7 separate regions of the Sus scrofa genome follow, and regions 2, 3, 4, 5, 6 and 7 are each linked to region 1. A link is a contact called in public Hi-C, HiChIP or PLAC-seq and promoter capture Hi-C data. All regions are on one chromosome and are shown on one strand. Each heading gives the region's core, a stretch centred on a gene start, on an enhancer-like site or on the middle of the called end of the contact. The rest is flanking DNA. Distances are from core to core; before and after follow the strand shown.

Region 1 (2,700 bases), core at 115-2,614:
GGGAGTGGTCAGCCAGTCTGTTCCCATTTACCCTACTGGTGGGGGATCAGGCCTCTCCCCACCTAGTGCCGTGGCAAGCCTCTTAGAGACGAACACAGAGCAGGAGACCACGGGGTATCTTTCTGAGGGAGCCTGATAAAGAGCCCTAGCCTCTCCAGAGATTCCATCTTCAAGGACACCCACCCCGGGAGACCTCCTTCGAAGATGGGCCTCGGGGCCACAGTTATATCCCGTGGGACCTCAGCATCCAGAAGAGCTGGACCACCGGGGCACCTTAATGCCCCTCCCTAATCCGAACACCTCCCTCTCCCAGCCCAGGGCGGGCCCCCTCTAGGCAGGCAGAGGAAAGCTGACTCACCAAGGCCACCCACAGCTGCGGAAGCAGGGCCCCGCCAGCCAGCATCTATCCCTGGCCAGCAGGCCCTGTCCCATCTCCTGGGCACTGGAGGCTGGTTCACAGCTGGACTTCCTAGTGTCCATTCTCTGTCCCCATTCCTGGCAGGACATGAGCCCCAGGTGGGCTGGGAGCCAGAGCAGCTGCCATTAAGCCTTTGCCCCTGCCTGAGTCTTGGCTTTTCCATCAGAATGGACGGTTAGTCTCAGAGCTGAGGTTTGGGTAAACAGCACACCCCAAAACAGGACAGGCTGATAGGAATTCCAGGCTGAGCCCTGGCCTCTCTTAGCTCTAGAGTCAGATATGCAAGAATCACAAGTGCCCAGTGCCCGCTGTGAGCCTCTTTTCTGATGCCCGGTTTCCTTCTGTGGGAGCTCCTGCCAGCTGGGATACTGTTCACCCCTAGCCTGTTTGACCAGCAAGTCCTTGATGAAGGCAACCTGTCTAGAGGAACAAGACCTCAAAGGGAGACCCTTAACACGGTCCCTGGCACCCTCTGGTGGCCAGAACAGAGAATTACTGCAAGTGTTCCCTAATCCCCATCATGATCCTTGGGCTGGAATTAAAATCCCCAGCCTCACTGCTGATTCAGACCTGCTGAATCACATGCCATCTGGTGGGCCCAGGAGTGTGCTTTTTTTTTTTTTCTTCATTTGCCTCTGATGATTCTAATACCTATAGGAGCCTTCAAATCACTGCTGAATACTACGAATTGTAGGGCAGGAGATTTCCAAGCGAAGGACCAAAATATATAGGTGTTTATTTAAACAGCGTTTCTCCAGGAGGGGTTGTGGGAGGGAAACTGAGCCAGTCAAGGGGCAGCCCACCTCGCCCCACATTTCCTGAAGAGGAGGAACTAGGGCCCCTAAGGGTTATATTCTTTTTAAGATTTTGTCAGTTTCCAGTAAGCTTTAATTAAAAAAATAAAACTTGGAGTTCCCATCGTGGCTCAGTGATTAACGAATCCGACTAGGAACCATGAGGTTGCAGGTTCAATCCCTGGCCTTGCTCAGTGGGTTAAGGATCCAGCCTTGCTGTGAGCTGTGGTGTAGGTTGCAGATGAGGCTCGGATCCCGTGTTGCTGTGGCTCTGGTGTAGGCTGGTGGTTACAGCTCTGATTAGACCCCTAGCCTGGGAACTTCCATATGCCATGGGTGCAGCCCTAGAAAAGGCAAAAAGACAAAAAAATAAAATAAAAATAAAAATAAAAAAACATAATAAATAACCCCCTGATCTTCTCAGAGCTGAGTTAGTGGGGAGTGGTAGGCAGTGTCTATACCTCCTCCAAGACTGCCACAAAGCACAGTGGGGGATTCAGACTTAGTCTGTCTGGCTGGAGAGCTCCAGTTTTTAACCTGCCTTGACCTTCAGGCAGTAAAGCTCTCCACAGGCTATTGTGGGAGACTGGGGACGGAGGCAGGTGCCCAGCTTCATGGAGGGAAGCAGGGGCTCCTTCACATCCCCTGGGGTCCACCTAAAAGCCCAGAGCAGCTCCCAGTAGCCTGGCCCTGCCACAGGCTCCCAAATCCCTCAGATCTGACTGTCTCCGCCCCCACTTCACCCCCCCCCCCACAGGAAGCAGGTGATTTGGGAAGGGTCTCCACCTTCAGGAGGCACTGGGAGAGAGGAAGAACCCATTTCCAGCAAGTGGGCTACAGAGGCTGTAGGATGGGGCTCTCTTGTCATTGCATGTTCCTAGACAAATCACTTGACTGCGGGGGCCTCAGTCTCCCCATCTGTAAACCAACCACCCCCATTGCATGTTCCTAGACAAATCACTTGACTGCGGGGGCCTCAGTCTCCCCATCTGTAAACCAACCACCCCCACCAAGCTGTGAGTTAGGCTGTGAGGGGGAACGCAGTTTGGATGGAGTCACACGGATCTAAATGCAGGTCAGAAACAAACCTGGTCCCCAACCCCAGGGAGGGCCTTTGCTTATCAGACTCTTACTGAGGATGCAGCTGTCCTCTCATCCATACCCCTTCTTGGTTCCTGCTGACTGAGCCAGACTGGACATCTGACCCAGTGTCAGGAGATGGCCTATGCCAGTCAGACCCATCCCCAGGCTTCAGGACTCAGGCTGAGAAAATAGCGGGCCTGGGGAACTGAACTGGAAGGTGACATAGTCACTGCTAGGGCCATACTCAGGAGAAGGCCTGAGCCCCAACTTCCATCTCCTCACTGCCTTTGGCTGCCCTTGAATTGGTGGACTGAGTGACCTGAGGTAAGCCATAGACCTCTTAAGCCCCCACGCTTCAAAGGAGGGCAGGTCCTGATTCCCCCAGTAAAGTGCCCTGGGCTGAGA
Region 2 (2,700 bases), core at 114-2,613, 280 kb before region 1:
AGGGAATAGTCAATTGATTTCCAGACATTTGTATGAAATAGCAGAACCGGCTAACACCTAACAGACAAAATACACTTAAAAGTGTTTGCGTTTGCTTGCTTAGAGCTGTACCAATGGTAAGCACCACTCCACAAAATGAAAATGTTTGAAAGCCAACTGTTCAAACATTTCTATAGTGTTTGCTGGATAACTGCCTGATATTTGATAAAAGCAGCTGACAATTAACAAAGAAGCAAAAACTGGCATTTTGGCCATCTTAGTAACACACTTGCAAGCAAATAGAATACAAAGCAGACCAGAAAAAATTTAAGGTTGAAACACTTTCAATCTGATTTTGAGGTTCAGCAGAAAATTCTAACAAAACTTCTCAGAAAACGTTAACCTTCAATTAATAAAGACTCAACCCCCCAAACATTTTCAAGAATTCCATGCCTGGTTCAGTCTGTTCTAGTGAGCCAGCTTGCTAAAAATCCACCTGCACCATTAATTAGTTGGACTTGGCAGCACCATTTAAAAATAAGCCTGCTCACTACCAACCACACAGACTAGGAATATAAAATAGGGGAAAGTAACGGATGGCAACCATGGTCATAGAAAATGGTCAATGAAGAGTCAGAAAGGTAGTCAGGCACCAGAAAAAAAAAAGTTGTTGGGCCAAAGATTAAATAAGCTTCTTGATACTAGAGAACATATCCATGCCCAGTTTTAGCTGCTTTATGCTGGGTGCCACTGTACCTTTAAGCATCAGTCACCCTTTAGGCAACCCATGGTGAAAGAACTCAAAATAGAAGCCAAGAAGTGGAGTGTTGTTACCACGAATATCCACTATGCACAGAACAGCTCACATATCTCAGGGATTCAAACAGGGGCTTCGAATTGGTTGTGAAGGGTCCCAAATGACATCTGGCCTCAGTTTCCTCCTTGTGACAAAGGAAATGTGGTTCTTAATTCTTCTGGGTCACAGCCCCCAATGAAAACTTGCTGGCGATGGCTTCTCATTCTCTAAAATGCACATTCCCCCTAATTTCTGCATACAATTTCAAGGAGTTTGGGGATCTCCACCTCCAATCCAAGGTTTCCAGGTTCAAAATCCAAGGATTGGGCAATTTCTAAGTTTTCTTACAACTCCAAAAAAAAAAAACCAAAAAACAAAAAACCAAGCCATTACGAACAATAATCATCCCTTACATACAGCGACGCTTTACAGTTTACAAAGCGCTTTCAATCCCACAAACATTGATGGAGAAGGAGGAAACTGAGGCGCAGATAAATTACAGAGTGACTTGCCTAAGGTCACTCGGCCAGCTGGTGGTTAGGCCCGGAAGCAAACCCAGCTCTTCCGACTCCGGAGCTTGTCTCTCCACCCCGGAGCGGCCTCCAGCGCTCCCGCCCCTCACTAAGGCGGCATAAGGAGGAAAAGACAAAGTAGAAAGCCCACCACCAACCATCCCCCGGCTCCCTCCTGTCCCCCCAATTGGGTCCTTGCAGGCCCCGAAGGGTGGTGCCAGGCCTCCAGGCCGGCCCCGGCCACCCCAGCTTCCCCGGCCGTGCCAAATCCCGCCGCCGCCGCCGCCGCCGCCGCCGCCTCCCCAGGAGCGGGGCGGAGCAACTGCCCGCCGCCGCCGACCACCCGGACGACTCCTCGTCGGATAGCAAACGCATAGGCCGCCGCCCGAGTTCTGCGTACGAGAAGAAAGACGCGGCGCGAACGCCAACGGCCACCGGGCGCGCGCCGTGGCGGCCGGGCCTGCGCCCCAAGAGCTGGATGCCAGAGCAGGAGAAAGAGCCGCCAACCGATCGCTCGATCGACCGCGCGCCCGCTCCTTCGCCCTACCAGACCGGGGAGGGGGGGAGGGCGCGCCAGGGCTTCTTCGAGTTAGGGGCCTGACTCCCCGGCGACGAGACAAGATGGCTCCTCCGGTCCGCGCCGCAGCTGCCGTCCCGGCTGCGTCGCTCGGCCCGCCCCCGGTACTGTTTCTTTAAATGGCGGAGAGGGTCAAGAAAGCAGGAAGAGAGGCGCGCTCACTCACGTGACAGGGGAGGGCCCAGCTAACAAGATCCGGTCACGTGGAGACACGCTACCTACCAATCAGAAGGCGTCGCATCAGAGCGGGGGCGGGAGGATCTGCGGCTCTGTGATTGGCCGAATACGCCGCGGAGGCCTCGGGGGCTTGGGGCGTCGGGGAGTGCGCGAGGCGGCCCGGGCTGTGTGCACTAGCGGAGACAAAGCGCTGGCTGAGGTGGCAGAGACGCCAGCGATAGCAGCGGCGGAGGAGACCTAGACGCCGAATTTTGTGGTGTTGAGTCCGGTCACCATATCATCCAGCGCAGTGCGGGCTGTGGTCTCGCGGCGGCGGTGGCGGCAGCGGCGGAGGCGGAGGCAGCACATGGTTCCAAGAGCGCGCTGCGGTTGTTGGGTTCCAATTCCGTGGGGAGGGACAAAGGCAGCTGCAGCTGTGAGCGCAGGGCAACGCCCGCTCGGGTAGTGTACTCGTCACTGCCCTCAATCCGGGCCTTGAAAGCTGGGACTATCTTCTCTATGTGAGGAGGAGAACACGGGACCGAGCGCCTGAGAGGCTGAGGCCGCTGTCTGAGGGAAGTGGGGGAGGGGCGCAACTCGCCTGAGTTGATTTGGGCGGGTCAGGTCTGAGGCGACTTAATGGGTCTGTGTGAGGTAATTTGACCCACTACCCTGAGGAA
Region 3 (2,700 bases), core at 173-2,672, 410 kb before region 1:
CCTGACTGTGACCTGAGATTTCCCCACCCTCACTGATGCTCAGTTAGTTTCTTTCTTTCTTCCTTCCTTCCTTCCTTCCTTTTTTCTTTCTTTTTTTTGTCTTTTTGCTATTTCTTGGGCCGCTCCCGCGGCATATGGAGGTTCCCAGACTAGGGGTCCAATCAGAGCTGTAGCCACCGGCCTACGCCAGAGCCACAGCAACGAGGGATCCGAGCCGCATCTGCAACCTACACCACAGCTCACAGCAATGCCAGATCCTTAACCCACTGAGCAAGGCCAGGGATCAAACCCACAACCCCATGGTTCCTAGCCGGATTCGTTAACCACTGAGCTACGATGGGAACTCCTGATCCTCAGTTTCTTCATCTGCACTTGGGTTATAAATTCCTGGCTTCCCCAGATGGTTGGAAGTTGAATCAAACATCAGCTTTGAGACACAGGAACATATGCCCTGGTGTAACTCCTCCCCAGTGGAGAGACCACCCTGTCTCTTGAGGGACACATGATGCCTGCTGTGTCCCCCAGATAACTCCAGTCCAGGAATGGAGGTGACTGCAGACCCAGCCACCCCACCCCCCACCCAGGACACATTGGCTCCTCTGGGGACTGTAGTCCCTGTAGTCCCTTTAAGCACAGAGCACCAGACCAGCCTCTTGTTGCTTTCAAGGTCTGCTCTGGCTGTGTCTCCACCATGTGTTAGACCAAGAGGGCTGCTGCTGGGCCAGGTCGGTGCTTGGAGTCCCAGGAAGTGGGAGCCCTGGGCCACTGTCCTCTGAATATGCTAGGTGCCTTTCTCAGAAGGTCTGGGCAGGGAGAGCACCCCAAGTGGCCAGGGGATGGACACTCCCTTTCCCAGAAGCCTCAGAGCTCCCAGGGGGAGTGGCCAAAGAGCCCCAGCCCTGCCAGCACCTCCTTTACCCAGATTTGCCAGGGCCCGGGGCCCTCTGCCAGCTTCGAGGAGGTAGGTGTGGCAGCCATCTCCAGGGTCGGGGGATGAGGACCAGTTCTGAGAGGCCCCTCAGAGCCCCCACACCCTCTCCCCTCCGCAGAGAGATACAGATCCCCTCCTGGACTCCACCCCCAGGGCCACGGGCTTGGGCTTCTAATGGCCCCATCCCGGGGGCGCTGGCGGCAGGTGACTGGAAGGCGTGGAAAAAGGCCGGCTGAGTGGGGGCGTGGGCCCCGGCAAGTGCACTCCTCAGCCAATCAGCGGGCTGCCCAGCCGGTGGATTCAGTTACAAGCCCCAGATCACCCCATACTCCAGCCTCCTTCCTACTCCTCCCAAAGCTCCATTCATTGGCCCCGAAGCACCGGGTCTGCTGGGCACTGCTTCCGCTCAGCTGCTGGAGCTGCTGCCTCGTGGGCCCACCAGAAGTAGGCTTCCTGGGGGCTTTGTCTGACTGGGCTGGGCCAGGGCGGAATGGGGGTTCTGGTGGTGCTGTTAGGAGTGCTGAGCTTCCTGGGGAGGACTTTGGGGGGCTCCCCTGCCCTCCACTGGGACAGCACCTCCTGCCACTTGGCCAGACCTATCCCTGGAAGACCCTTGAGGTCCCTTAGCTTCCTGGGCAAGGATGCCCAAGGACTGGCTCTGTTCCACGCCCACTGGGATGGGCACGGGAGGCTGCAGGTGTGCAGCCGGCAGGATGAGCCAGAGCTCACTGCAGCCTATGGCGCCCTCTGTGCTGGTGAGATCACCCGGGGCTCCTTTATCCACACCCCTGGACCTGAACTGCAGAGAGCCCTGGCCACCCTTCAGAGTCAGTGGGAGGCCTGCCGAGGGCCTGCTGAGAGCCCAGCAGGGACCAGGGAGAAGCGAGCAGCAGGGCAGAATGGAGTGCCTGGCATAGGGCGCCAGTGGGTGAAGAGAGGCTGGACCGTGCCTGGCACCCTGTGGTGTGGAGTTGGGGACTCTGCTGGGAACTCATCTGAGCTGGGTGAGCCATGGGGGTGTGGACTTGGGGGAGTGGGTGGGGAAGAAGTGCAGACTTTGGCCCCAGCACCCACTCTTCCAGGCTGTGCATCCTACGAGAGTGACTTAGCCACTCTGAACCTCAATTTCCTTATTTGTACGATGACATGAGCACAATGCTCATCACGGGATGCTCAAGTGAGGTTAGAGATGGGAGCGTTTCCCACTTACACCGGGGAGTCCTTGTTAATCACGATCAAGGGAGGGGGCTGGCTAGGTGGATCCAGAGCGGGCTGAGCCAAAAGCCATTACCCAAGAGGAGGCCCAGTGGAGTGGACGCTGAGACACAAAGGCCCGGGTTCAAACCCCAGCTCAGCTCATCCAGGCTGAACAAGTCAGCTTCCCGCTCCGAACCTGTTTTCTCATCTGTACTATAACAGTGACACCTCACTGCTGGGGCTGCGGTGCATCTGGGTGTGGAAAGCGCCAGGCATTTGGGAGATGCTCAGTAAAGGGCTTTATGGCTCAGATGATGAAAAACACTCCTGGCTTTTTTTCACCCTTGGTACAGCTGACTGTGTACGTGGAGGACTGAGGGTGGGGGGAGAAACTGGCACTTGAGTTGGAGCAGGTTGGCATCCTAACAATGCCTCACCATGCTAGTGAGGTTGCACCCTGCTGTTTGCCATTCCATTCCACACACATTCATAACTTTGGAGTTTTATTTGGGGTGTGAGCCCAAGAATGCAGACACCAGTTCTCCTGAGGAAGATCTTTCCATGGGCAAGGT
Region 4 (2,700 bases), core at 75-2,574, 390 kb before region 1:
AGCCACCAGGGAACTCCTGATTCATCTTTTTATTAAAGAGGCTATAAACTGCAGATTTTTAATATGTGGTCTTTTGTTGGTTGTAGTAGTTTTGTGTGCATGTGTTGTTTTTAAGTAGAGGACGGGGCTCAGGAAGGTAAAACTGCCTAGGGTCCATGAACGTCATGATGCAGCCTTGGTCTGATCTTAAGAAGGATTATGAGTGCTAGTTTCAGTGGGAAAGAGCATTGCAATTGTGATGATCATTGTACAACTACAGGTGTGATAGGAGTTCCCATTGTTGCTCAGTGGTTAACGAATCCGACTAGGAACCATGGGGTTGCGGATTTGATCCCTGGCCTTGCTCAGTGGGTTAAGGATCTGGCGTTGCTGTGAGCTGTGGTGTAGGTTGCAGACGTGGCTCGGATCCCGAGTTGCTGTGGCTCTGGCGTAGGCTGGTGGCTACAGCTCCGATTGGACCCCTAGCCTGGGAACCTCCATATACTGTGGGAGAGGCCCCAAAAATGGCAAACAAACAAACAAACAAACAAACAAAAAAAAAACTGCAGGTGTGATAAATTCATTGAGAAAGAAAGAAAGAAAGAAAGAGCATTGCAATCAGTGTTCTGTGTCTGTCTTAGGCTTGAAGAGGGAAGCAGCACCCTGACCTAGTCATCTTGGGCTTGGTGAACACAGGAATGTTTGAGGTTCAAATCCTAGAACCACTACTTAGTCGTTTTACCTTTCTAAGTTTGTTTCCTCACTTGTAAAACAGAGTTCCTAGGGCCTCTTTGAGGCACTGTGACAGGCATTATTCTAAAGAGTTTTCTAATGTGTATTAACCCTTTTATTCTCCCAGTCCCTAGTGTACGGCGTAATATTCCATTGCCGCAACGTGTGCTCCAGGGAATGGAAACGTAGATCGGAATTTCATCCAGAGAAATAAAAGACAAAGATGAGGATTCCCCAGGCCTCAGTTTCCCCATCTTCAAGTCGAGTGTCTGGCCCAGAAACTCGGTCTCTATCCGCATCTCGCCCGCGCCCCCTGCCGGCGTGAGGGGGCATTGCCTGGCCCCATCCTGTTGGAGAGTCCACGCTCTCGGTCAGCAGAGGGAGGGTGGACACTCTTGGGACTGGGAAAGCAAAGGGCCGAGGAGCTCAAACCCTGCCGGCAGCGCCCAGGCGGCCGCTGTGCAGGCCCTGGGGCGGAGACCGAGAGCTGGGGGCGTGGTCCCTAGCGGGGCGGGACCTCCAGCGGGGACCCGGCCAGCCCGAGGGCCCAGACGTGGCGCTGTGGCCGGGCGGTTCACCTCTAGTTTTCGGATCACCTCCGGCCGGCTTTCAATGCACCTCCCGCCGCTTTCGCTGCCCCTGCTGCTGCTCCTCGCGGCACTCGCGGCAGCCACCACCACCTTCCGGCCCGACTGGAACCGTCTACAAGGCCTGGCCCGAGCCCGGGTAGAGGTGAGTGCTCCGGCCCCCAGCCCAGAAATCACCGCCCCCAACCTTGCGGGTCCTCAGCGTTGGAATCGCTAACTCTTCTGGCCCCAGGACCCTCCCGACTCCCACGTCTTCCTCGGCGCCCGGGACTGTCGCTCCCGCTTCCCAGCCTTAGAACCCCCCAGCACCATTCATGGAAGCCTGGAACACCCCTGATCTTGTGGCCTGGAAATCTGAACCCCTCCTTAGTTCCCCATCAGGCCTGACATGGGCCCCAGACACATTGGACCTGTCCCCTAACTTCTCTGGCCCTATGACTCCCAGACGAGTCCAATTTCCCATCCCCCATCACTCCTCTTTTTCCTGGAATTCATCCCCACTCCAGTTCCGGTTGGTCTCTCTCCCTTTGCCTGGGGGAGGGAAGACCTTATGGGAGCCTAAGCCCCCATTCCCACTCCGCCCCCCATGCAAAACCCAGGAAAGGAGGCTGGGAATTTCCTTTAAACACTTACTGTGAAGTGTTCCCCCACCCTCTCCTGCCAAAGTCCCTGTTGGGTTGTGTGACGTGGATCATCACAGACCCTCTCTAGGCCTTAGTTTTCTCTCTGAAAAAAGATGGGGAGGAGGAGGGAGGACTAGAATAGGTAGCCCTGCGGTATGGACTCCTGCTAGAAGGAAGCTCCACATCAGGGAGTACAGGGAGGGGTCCACCCCTCCCCCCTTATTGGGGAAGAGACCAGATGGTCTGTAGGGCTGGGCCGCAGGCGACGGAGGGCCAGCTCCTCATGGGGTGAGGTAAGGAGCAGATGGCAGGTGTCTCTAATGAGGCCCCCAGGACAGAGCTGTTTCCTTCTGGTCTGCCTCCACCCAGAGGTTCTAGGGGCTAAAGACCCAGTTCTCTACTGCCTGAGGGGAAAAGGGTGCTCATTTCTCTTGGGCATCAGGAGTGGGTCAGCAGTCAGTAAGATGTACAGGCAAGAGCCCTAAGTCTGCTGCTAAGTGCTCTTCGGGTCTCTGGCCTTACTCCTTTTTCCTCTGGTGTCATTACGTCTCAGCTTCCCCATCTGTACGGAGTTCTCCCTTCTGCCCACAAGAGGCCTCATCTCCACACCTTGGAACTGCTATTCAGGGAGTAATCCATAGCCCAACCCAAAGCTGAGCTGGGGGATGAGGGTAAAATTAGGGTTGCGTGTAGATGTGAGGGCTCCTGATCTATCCCATTTTGTTCCCCCTGCAGACCTGTGGGGGATGACAGCTGAATCGCCTCAAAGAGGTGAGTTT
Region 5 (2,790 bases), core at 49-2,548, 470 kb before region 1:
TAAAAAACAAAAACAAAAACAGAAAAACAAAGAGGAAGGGACAGGGAGTATTCCTACCCCTAGCCCTCCTTCTCCAGAAGCCTATTATCAAGAATGAGGAGAAAATCCCATACTCCCATGGTGAGGAAGTGACCCACTGGTGGCCTGGTCCTTGTATTCAGGATGGAGGAAGTGACTGTCCACAGGCTGAAAGCCAGGAAGCGGGGGCAGATTTCCAGGACAGCCTCCCTCCTCCACTATTCCCTCCTGCCAGCTCTAGAAAGCTTCTGGACGCTGACCCTGGTCGACCTAAAGGCTAGGCCACCCACACAGGTGGCTGGGAAACAGAAAGTCCCTGGTGCAGGGAGACAGGCCAGGAGGGCAGGAAGCTGCAGGGTGGTGTGAGTGACTGGGAGGGGACCGCAGGCACAGCCAACCTAACACTGAAGCTACCCTTCACCCTCATAAGCTCTTCTTTCCAGGAGGTGTTTGGCCACATTCCTCTCCTGTGTCAGAGGGACCAAGAGGGCCCGAGCCCCTGGGGAGCCTACCTTCCCCAGGAATAATGCTCCACTTTCTCTCTCCCCCCAGGTCGTGTCCCAAAACCCAAGGGAGCCCACACTGCCCTTTTCTCGCAGAGAACCCAAGACCCAGGGGGCCGCAGGCACCGAGACACCCGCCAGAAGCCTCGGATCCCGTGACGGGAGTCAAACTCCTCAATTTTCCACAGAAAATCCAGAACCCGAGGTATACGCTCCATCCTCTCAGAAGTGCTCCCAACTTTGAGGACCCCGTGCTCCTCACACTCCCCAAACCCTCTAGGGAATCCGGATCCTTCAGCTTCTTTAGAAAGAGTTTTGAAGACTTTCGGTCGCCAAGTCCACAAAAAAAGATGCCGCCAGCATCCCTTCCTCCCAGGGACCTCAACTCACGGGAAGTCGCCCAAGCCGCCCCGCCCTCCCTCCACAACTTCCCAGTCTTCGGGAAGCGCGGTGCTCACCACTCCCAAATTCTTCCTTTAAGGAGCCGGGGCCACCCCCGCCCCGGGTCCACTCAGCCCGAAACCCCCGAGGGGCCGCCAGCTCCCCTCAGGCGCCCCGGGCCCGGGACAGGACTGCTTGGCCCTTCCTTACCCGCCTGCGCCGCCATGGTCCCGGAGGCGCGGAAATGGGGAGGAGGCTGGGGCCACTGCAGCTCCGCTCAGCTGCCACCGCTGCCTCAGGCGCGGGAGGATCTCAGCCCCGGGCGCGAGGGATGCGCCGCCTACGGCGCCCGGGGAGGACCAAACCGCACCTGGCACCGGGGCCCCGCCCGCCGACGCCCCGCCCAACAGACGCAAGGCCCCGCCCCGGGACCCTGGCCCGCCCACCGGTCGGACTCTTTGGCGGCTCTGGTGCCCCCTAGCGCGAACGGCGTCCTCGGTTGGTGCCTGAGCTGACGAGGCTGCGCAGACGCTGCGCAGGGTGGAGATCTCAACACAGAGGACCCTCAGCCCATTTTACAGATGAGGACGGCTGAGGACCAGAGGGGACAAGTTTTGACTAGCTCAGAATGGCTTAGCTCATTGGGGGCTGGGCTGGGCTGGGAAGGCAGGCTCTTCACTCCCAGTCGAAAGCTCTCTCCAGTAGAGTATTTGGCATCAAAAATATGAACATGGTGAAACCAGGTTTACCCCACAAATACCTTTGGGGGGTTGGGGGTGGGCTTTTCTTAGAAGCTTCCAGCTCAGAGAAGCCACTTGTTTGTGCCACTAGGAGCAAGCTGACACTCAGCGGTCAAGTAGGTTATACAAATGAGCCCAGAACACCAGGTCTTCCAATTTTTCAAGACAAGTCAAAAATCCAGGTATTTAGGTGCAATTCCCCCCCCCTTTTTTTTTAATGTTGCTAACATTCAAATTCTAAAAATGCCATGTAGGTCAAAGGAAATATACCTGTGAACTGGATTTGCCCTTTGGACTATAAAGAAGAGAGCACTAGACTAGGCCTTGGGACAGCAGACTGGTCTCTGGCAGCTGTTAGCTGGCTGAGGGGCTTTGAGAACCACTTCCCTCACTGGGTTTGGGTGGGGACTGAGGTCCTCTGTGTGACGAAGGGTCTGTCATATCAGCTGGTCCCTCCCATCAGATTCTCCTGTGCTGGGTCTTTGGAAACTGCCATTTCTTTAGATCAGATTTAGGTCATGAGAAAAACATACAAATGACCAGGAAGGGACAGGGATGGGGCCTGAGGAAATGGATGACACTCCTACCAAGGACAAAATTCAACCAGCACTCGAGTAAGCAAAGGTGAGCATAATTCTCCCTTCCTGCCCTGATCCTGTAGTCCAAACTAGATGCAGGTCAGATTTTTCTCCTCTGGGTGTAGTAGGTAGCTCCTGAGGTCCTGAGTGTGAGGAAAGTGCTGAGGGGTGGTGGAGGTGATGTACCTGGCTTTCCTTAGGTCCTAGGAATCCTCTTCAGCAGTTGGCTTTAGTTTCTGAGGAAATTTCTGCTCTGACTACAGTAATGATGAGACTATGTATTGAATTAAAGTGACGGGGATCCAGAGGACTCTCCTGACAAGCCACCTCATGGCTAGCAAAAAGGAGCAGTATTTATTTGCCCTGCACATGGAAAGAGGTTATAGTGTATGTTCCCTACCTAAGCCCTTGGCAGCTTTGGAACCAAGACCCCTGGGAGTCTTCCTTCTTCCTCTGTCCCTCAGCAAAGCACCCAAATCTGTCTCTTCTCCCTCTTCACTCTGTCTTGTTCCATTGTTTTCACACCTCCAGCCTCACAGTCTTCACTAGCAGGGACTGGAGAGATAAACA
Region 6 (2,700 bases), core at 105-2,604, 430 kb before region 1:
ATCATTTTCCTGTAGGATCCACCTATTTGTCCTCGTTTCTGCCTCTTTTAACATCAAAGATGAGGTAGAAGCTCTCTTCACCATTATAATGTCTGGTCCATTCCACTGCTGTCTTTTCTGGTCTGTTTCCCTCCTCCTTCCCCCCCCCCCCAAGATCCTGAACAAGTTCCAGCTGCCTCAGAGCAAAGACTAGATATCTAGTACTCACAGAAGGAAAGCACTTAAGATCAGTGGGCTTCACAAAGATTTTGAAACCAAATTTATGTTAACAAAGGGGAAACATGGGGAGAGGAGGGATGAATTAGGGGGCTGGGATTGATACATACACACTCCTATATATAAAATAGATGGGTAACACGACCTACTGCACAGCACAGGAAAATTTACTCAATATTGTGTAATGACCTATATGGGAAAAGAATCTGAAAAGGAATGGGTATATGTATAACGATTTACTGTGCTGTATGCCTGAAATTAGCACAACTGTGTAAGTCAACTATATCCTAGTTAAAAAAGAAAAAAAAATCAGTGGGCTTCAAACATCAGTATGCACAGGTCCCCCAAAGCAAACATTCAAACTATAGTTTCCCCAGTTCGGACCCAAATTCTAAATAAGAGGTCTCAAGAGTCCTGCATTGTAGAGTATGCACTCCAGAGGCTGTGGGAACCATATTTAGAGAAACAGGGCCCTGTTTTAGAAAAGAAACTGAGACCTGGCACAGGTAAAGACCCAGTCACACAAATGTATGTCAGTGGTGAAGCCTCAAACCTGGGTCTCTTTCTCCCAAGCCCAACTCTATTCATCCCGCTTACCGGCCTCGGCCTCTCCACTGGGGACAAACTCATTAAAAGCACCTTTACAAGAAAGAGGCGGCCTCGAATGGGAGTCAGAGAGTTAGAGAGAGTCCCTGAGTTCTCGAAGTTAGGAGAGCTTCTGGCAGCCTTTCCTCTTCTTGGAGCCTTAGATTCCCCAAATTGTAATCACTGGACGAAAGACCACAACACAAGCCTGACCTTCCCCTGGGGCGGAGGGCCCGGAACAGAGCCAGCTTGTTGCCTCTGCGTTCCTGGGCTCAGGTGTTGCCGCCCATGGGCCTGGTGAAGGCGGAACCCGGTCCCTCGCCCGCGTCCCTCAACCTGGACGGCCCCTAGCTGCCAACCCAGCCTCTCAAGTACCTGCCTCTGCTCAGCTAACACCGCCGAGGCCACTCCAGTTTGTCCTTCCGTCGGCCGCCCAGCCAGTCTCTCCGCTGGGATAGTCCGTCCCGCCGGACCTCGGGTCCCTCCTACGCGGACTCTGGTCAGCTGACGCAGAGCCGCAGCTTTCCAAGGGACTTCCGTCCACAACCGGAAAAGGTTGGTCCGCTGCGCTGTTCTCCCGCCCAGATCCTGGACTCTAAGGTTCCGCCTGCCGGCAGGAAGCAGAAAAGCGTAGGGGTCACTTGCCAGCTTTTCAGAAAGCCTAGGTCTGTGTAGGGAAAGTACAGACAAGTTTCAAACAGTTTTGTTGCACCAGAATGTAAGGATGATGAGAATACGTCAGAGGATACAGGAGCTAACTTGAAAGAGATCCCATGGCCAAATCGTCGCAATTTGAGAATCAAAATACTTGATAGTAACAGATTTAACTAATTGAATAAAATGGTAACCCATGAGTCTTTACTGGTATAAAAGTGATTGAATAAATGGGGGAGAAGGGGAAATTATGCCTTTTAGTAGAAGCAAAATAACAAATATGATGGAGTTAGAAAATCAATAATGGATGGTAAAACTAGAGGAAGAGAATATTTACACAGCAAAATGTCTCCTATAAATTCCTTTTTGATTACAAAGGGAAAATAGTAGTTTTACATATAATCTCACAGAACAGTAAGTTAATATCACCAGTTGTAGATCAAGTAAAGAGCATGTGCCTCTTAGTAAGATGCACTGAGAAAGAGACAGCATCTCTCCTGTGGTATTTTAGACAAAAATGCATAACTCAGAATTCCCTTGTGGTACAGCAGGTTAAGGATCCAGTATTGTCACTGCAGCAGCTTGGGTCGATTCTCTGACTCAGGTTCCATCTTGGTCCAGGAACTTCCACAAGTTGTAGGGTGCAGCCAAAAAAAATGAGTAACCCATGTTTTGTTTCATGAGGAAGCATGACATAGTCCAGATGGAGAACAGTATACAAAATAATTGTCAGCATCATGAAAAAAACAGAGAAAGACTGAGGAACTGTTCTGGTTTAAAGGAGATTAAAGAGGCATGACAACAAAATGAGATATATGATTGTAAATTGGATCCTGGACTAGCATAAGGAGAGGCAGAATAGGTTTAATGGACAATATTGGGACAAAAGACAAAATTGGAATTTGGATCATGGTTTAGCTGTGACTACATATTGTATCAATGTTAAAATTTCTACATTTGATCATTGTATTGTGGTTATGGTAAGAGTACTTCCTTGTTCTTAGGAAATATTCACTGAAGTATTTAGGGGTAACACAATGTCTCTAGGGAGTTCCTGCTGTGGCACAATGGGATCGGCAGCATCTTGGGAGCCCTGAGACGCAGGTTCAATTCCCGGCCCAGTACAGTGGGTTAAGGATCTGGTGTTGCTACGGCTGCAGCGTAAGTCACAGCTGTGGCTCAGGTTCAATCCCTGGCCATAAACTTTTTAAATAAAAATTACCAAAAAAACAGACACAATATCTC
Region 7 (2,721 bases), core at 128-2,627, 360 kb before region 1:
CCATTGGTGGTAACACTCAGTCTTCCAATTCTTGAGGACGGCCCTCTGTGCACATCCCCTTCCACTCCTCCCCTTCCTGCCCTCCTCCTGATGCCAACTGCCCTGACCTCATGAAGCCAGGTGTCCAGGAACCTAGCTCCTGCCAGTTCACACACTTAGGATTCAGTTCCCCGGCTGGAAGAGCCTTCAGAAACTGATCCGTCCAGCTCCTGGATGAGGCAAACAGGACTGGAGAGGGCCAGAGAATTGTCATGGGGGAAGGAGGATCCCAAAAACCCAGAGGAGAGGGAATGGATTTAATCTTGGTCACCTCTAGCTTCTGAAGTCCTCTTCCAAAGTACCTTCAGGGGCTCCGGACACTCCCTTTTGCCCTACCACTGCCTATCAAAACGGCCCCCTAAATCCTGGCCCACCCTCCCACTGCAGCACTTTCCTTCCTCCCGCAGCGCTAATGTCTTTCTGGAATTTGAGAGCTCATAGCCTGACACACATGGTAGGTGCTCAGTTAATGTATGGTGACTGAAATGGCCCCAGGATTGCCCCTGTTCCTGTTGATTCATCCCTCAGTCATCTCTTCCCCCTCCCCAGAACAGTCACAGTCACTGGTCGAGTCACTTCATCCGGTGAACGGGTTTGGGGGGTCCTGGTACACACAGTTGGGGTTCATCAGACCCTACCTGTTCAAGTCACTGCTTGCTTTTCCCATCCCTGTGGGCTAGGACAGGTGGCAGCCTCCCTCTGCTGGGGTCCTTAACTCTTCTCTACCTACTCTGGTGTAAACTCCCAAGAGCGTCACTCTGCAATCACCTGGCTTAGGTTCTGTGGACACTTTGAGTTCCCTTAAGTCTTCTGAGGGGCAGGGGTCCCTAATGCATAATCTAGGACTCCCAAGGAAGTCCCTTCCTCGCCAGGGATTCCTGTCGCTGTTCCTTTCCAGTTCCAGGGCTCCCTGTCCCAGTATGGGGTTCCCGAAGATTGTGAGGAGACTTGGGGGAATGTGGGCGCTTCCCCAGGGTTTCTGGCCCCAAGACTTGCACCCCTCGGGGTCGTGGAGCCTTCTGGTGGCCCATGGACGTCCTTCCCCGCGGTCTCAGAACCTTATTCCATGGCTTAGAGACCCCGTGTGTAAGCGGGGTCTCCCAGGTCTGGGAGTCCCAGAACCCCGGGAATCCACATATCCAGGTTCCACCCCCGGACCTGGCGGGGGTCTTGGTCCTGCCCGAAGGTCCGTACACTCACCTCTCAGCCCGGCCCGCCCGTCCGGCGCGGGCTCAGGTTAGGTCTTTTGGTATCCAACAGATGGACTAGGAGCGGTCAGGCGGAAGGCGCCGCGACCGGGATCCCAGACCCGCTCAGCAACCGTCCCTGGGATTCTGCAAGCGCCGCCCGTCCAGCCGCGCCAGCAGCCCTGCCGGCCCCGCCCCGCGCCGCAGCGCTAGCCAATCATCGGGAGGGTCCCGCCCACCCTCTTGCCCCATTGGAAAGATTCAATTTTGACGGTCACGCCCCTAGTGAGGGCCCGCCCCTCGAGGGCCTGAGTTATAGAGGATTGCTGTCTTGGGGACACTGCTAGCGCGGTTTTGGCGGGTCCGGTGGGCGTCGGCAGGAGGACGCAGCTTTGAACCAAAGTCGGGGAGGGCACCCAAAGCCGGGTTAAGTGGTCTGGGATCGTACTATTTGCGGAGCCTTCAGGACAGCCTCTCTCCGCCCTCCTCTTTGTTCGTGAGACCCCGTCCACTCCCTTGACTCCGCCTCCTCCTCGCGTCAGTGCAGGGCTTGGCCGCAGTCCCTAGACTGTTTTCTTTTGGAACACCTGGTCGGGACCCTCTCAGATCAGGGACTTGACCCTTCTTTGGAGCACCTCAGGGACCACCTCAAGTGGAGCAGGATCAACCACACAACACCCCTTCCCCAGACCATACAATATGAGCAGACATTGACCTCAACTACATTGCTGCTTCTCCCCTCCAAGACCCTTGGGGTTGGCCCCTTGCCTCGCTGGAGTTTTACATAGGTAATATTGAGTCCAGAATCTCATTCAACAAATGGAGGAAATTGAGGCCGAGAGAGCAGCATGCCAAAGACAGCACAAGCAGTCAGCCAGGGGACCCAAGAGCTCAGATCCACTGGGGAAACCACTTCATTCTCCGTGCTAGAGGTCAGGGCACGTCCCACAGGTGTCCATGGAAACCAAAGGGAGTTGGAACCTGGGAGTCCTGTCTATCAAATAATAACAGTAATAGTATCAACTAATTTATTTCATACTTGCCATGTTCCAGGTGTGTACACACACATATATGGATTATCAACTGTCCCGTTTAACAGTTAAGGACAACAACTAATAGGTTGTGGAACTGTGACTTATACCAGCACCTTTCATTTTAGAATCTGTGCTTTTAACCTTTATGATGTGGGATTGTGGAGGAAGTCGTTTCAGGATGTTGCCCCAGCAGAGCCCCTCAACCCTGTGTCCAGATTCTCTGTGATCACTCACCACCTCACCTCACCACCATCCAGGGGGAGGGCCAGTATCCACCCTGAGACTCTTTTAAGGGTGATATCTTATTTCATCCCTGCGTCCTGGAGGTAGTCCTGTTTTACACATGAGAAAACCATGGTGAAGCAAGGGAAGAGACTTCTTAAGGTCACACAGGAGGAAGAGCAAACAGAGCCCAATTTAGGAGCTGTAGTTCAAGGTCCCCTTCCTCTGGGCAGACCCCA

Evidence for each region. Promoter capture Hi-C pulls out the DNA fragments that hold promoters and counts their contacts. A called contact is a pair of places that touch in the nucleus more often than the background predicts. HiChIP or PLAC-seq counts read pairs in DNA pulled down with a chosen protein or histone mark.
Region 2: a contact with region 1 is called in a Hi-C map of liver, with 8 times the contacts expected there. The contact joins the promoter of MORC2 here to the promoter of SLC35E4 in region 1. A contact is called at or near these places in 2 of 5 promoter capture datasets (fetal liver and liver), 5 of 47 Hi-C or Micro-C datasets (embryonic fibroblasts, heart right ventricle, liver and 1 more) and 2 of 2 datasets of contacts at active chromatin or transcription factors (alveolar macrophages and skeletal muscle).
Region 3: a contact with region 1 is called in a Hi-C map of fetal liver, with 2.3 times the contacts expected there. The contact joins the promoter of PLA2G3 here to the promoter of SLC35E4 in region 1. A contact is called at or near these places in 1 of 5 promoter capture datasets (fetal liver), 13 of 47 Hi-C or Micro-C datasets (alveolar macrophages, blood, embryonic fibroblasts and 10 more) and 2 of 2 datasets of contacts at active chromatin or transcription factors (alveolar macrophages and skeletal muscle).
Region 4: a contact with region 1 is called in an H3K27ac HiChIP or PLAC-seq map of skeletal muscle. The contact joins the promoter of SELENOM here to the promoter of SLC35E4 in region 1. A contact is called at or near these places in 5 of 47 Hi-C or Micro-C datasets (blood, fetal liver, liver and 1 more) and 2 of 2 datasets of contacts at active chromatin or transcription factors (alveolar macrophages and skeletal muscle).
Region 5: a promoter capture Hi-C map of fetal liver shows a contact between it and region 1, with 6 times the contacts expected there. The contact joins the promoter of LIMK2 here to the promoter of SLC35E4 in region 1. A contact is called at or near these places in 1 of 5 promoter capture datasets (fetal liver), 2 of 47 Hi-C or Micro-C datasets (epiblast stem cells and liver) and 2 of 2 datasets of contacts at active chromatin or transcription factors (alveolar macrophages and skeletal muscle).
Region 6: a promoter capture Hi-C map of liver shows a contact between it and region 1, with 9 times the contacts expected there. The contact joins the promoter of RNF185 here to the promoter of SLC35E4 in region 1. A contact is called at or near these places in 3 of 5 promoter capture datasets (fetal liver, fetal skeletal muscle and liver), 22 of 47 Hi-C or Micro-C datasets (alveolar macrophages, blood, brain and 12 more) and 2 of 2 datasets of contacts at active chromatin or transcription factors (alveolar macrophages and skeletal muscle).
Region 7: a contact with region 1 is called in a promoter capture Hi-C map of fetal liver, with 11 times the contacts expected there. The contact joins the promoter of SMTN here to the promoter of SLC35E4 in region 1. A contact is called at or near these places in 2 of 5 promoter capture datasets (fetal liver and liver), 27 of 47 Hi-C or Micro-C datasets (alveolar macrophages, blood, brain and 15 more) and 2 of 2 datasets of contacts at active chromatin or transcription factors (alveolar macrophages and skeletal muscle).

What each region holds. Positions count from the first base shown.
Region 1 is chr14:47,517,266-47,519,965 of Sscrofa11.1, reverse strand. It overlaps SLC35E4 (solute carrier family 35 member E4), which reads right to left and starts at 1,364. Exons shown (of 4, transcript XM_021072952.1): 1 at 1-1,364.
Region 2 is chr14:47,799,095-47,801,794 of Sscrofa11.1, reverse strand. MORC2 (MORC family CW-type zinc finger protein 2) reads left to right here and starts at 1,363. Exons shown (of 26, transcript XM_005670853.3): 1 at 1,363-2,700. It also overlaps LOC100525309.
Region 3 is chr14:47,927,031-47,929,730 of Sscrofa11.1, reverse strand. PLA2G3 (group 3 secretory phospholipase A2) reads left to right here and starts at 1,422. Exons shown (of 7, transcript XM_003132975.4): 1 at 1,422-1,935. The coding sequence starts at 1,422.
Region 4 is chr14:47,903,974-47,906,673 of Sscrofa11.1, reverse strand. SELENOM (selenoprotein M) reads left to right here and starts at 1,324. Exons shown (of 5, transcript NM_001161648.1): 1 at 1,324-1,443; 2 at 2,657-2,692. The coding sequence starts at 1,324.
Region 5 is chr14:47,982,492-47,985,281 of Sscrofa11.1, reverse strand. LIMK2 (LIM domain kinase 2) reads right to left here and starts at 1,298. Exons shown (of 16, transcript XM_005670864.3): 1 at 1,113-1,298. The coding sequence starts at 1,128.
Region 6 is chr14:47,945,024-47,947,723 of Sscrofa11.1, reverse strand. It overlaps RNF185 (E3 ubiquitin-protein ligase RNF185), which reads right to left and starts at 1,354. Exons shown (of 7, transcript XM_005670859.3): 1 at 1,181-1,354.
Region 7 is chr14:47,877,973-47,880,693 of Sscrofa11.1, reverse strand. It overlaps SMTN (smoothelin), which reads right to left and starts at 1,377. Exons shown (of 23, transcript NM_001244360.1): 1 at 1,240-1,377.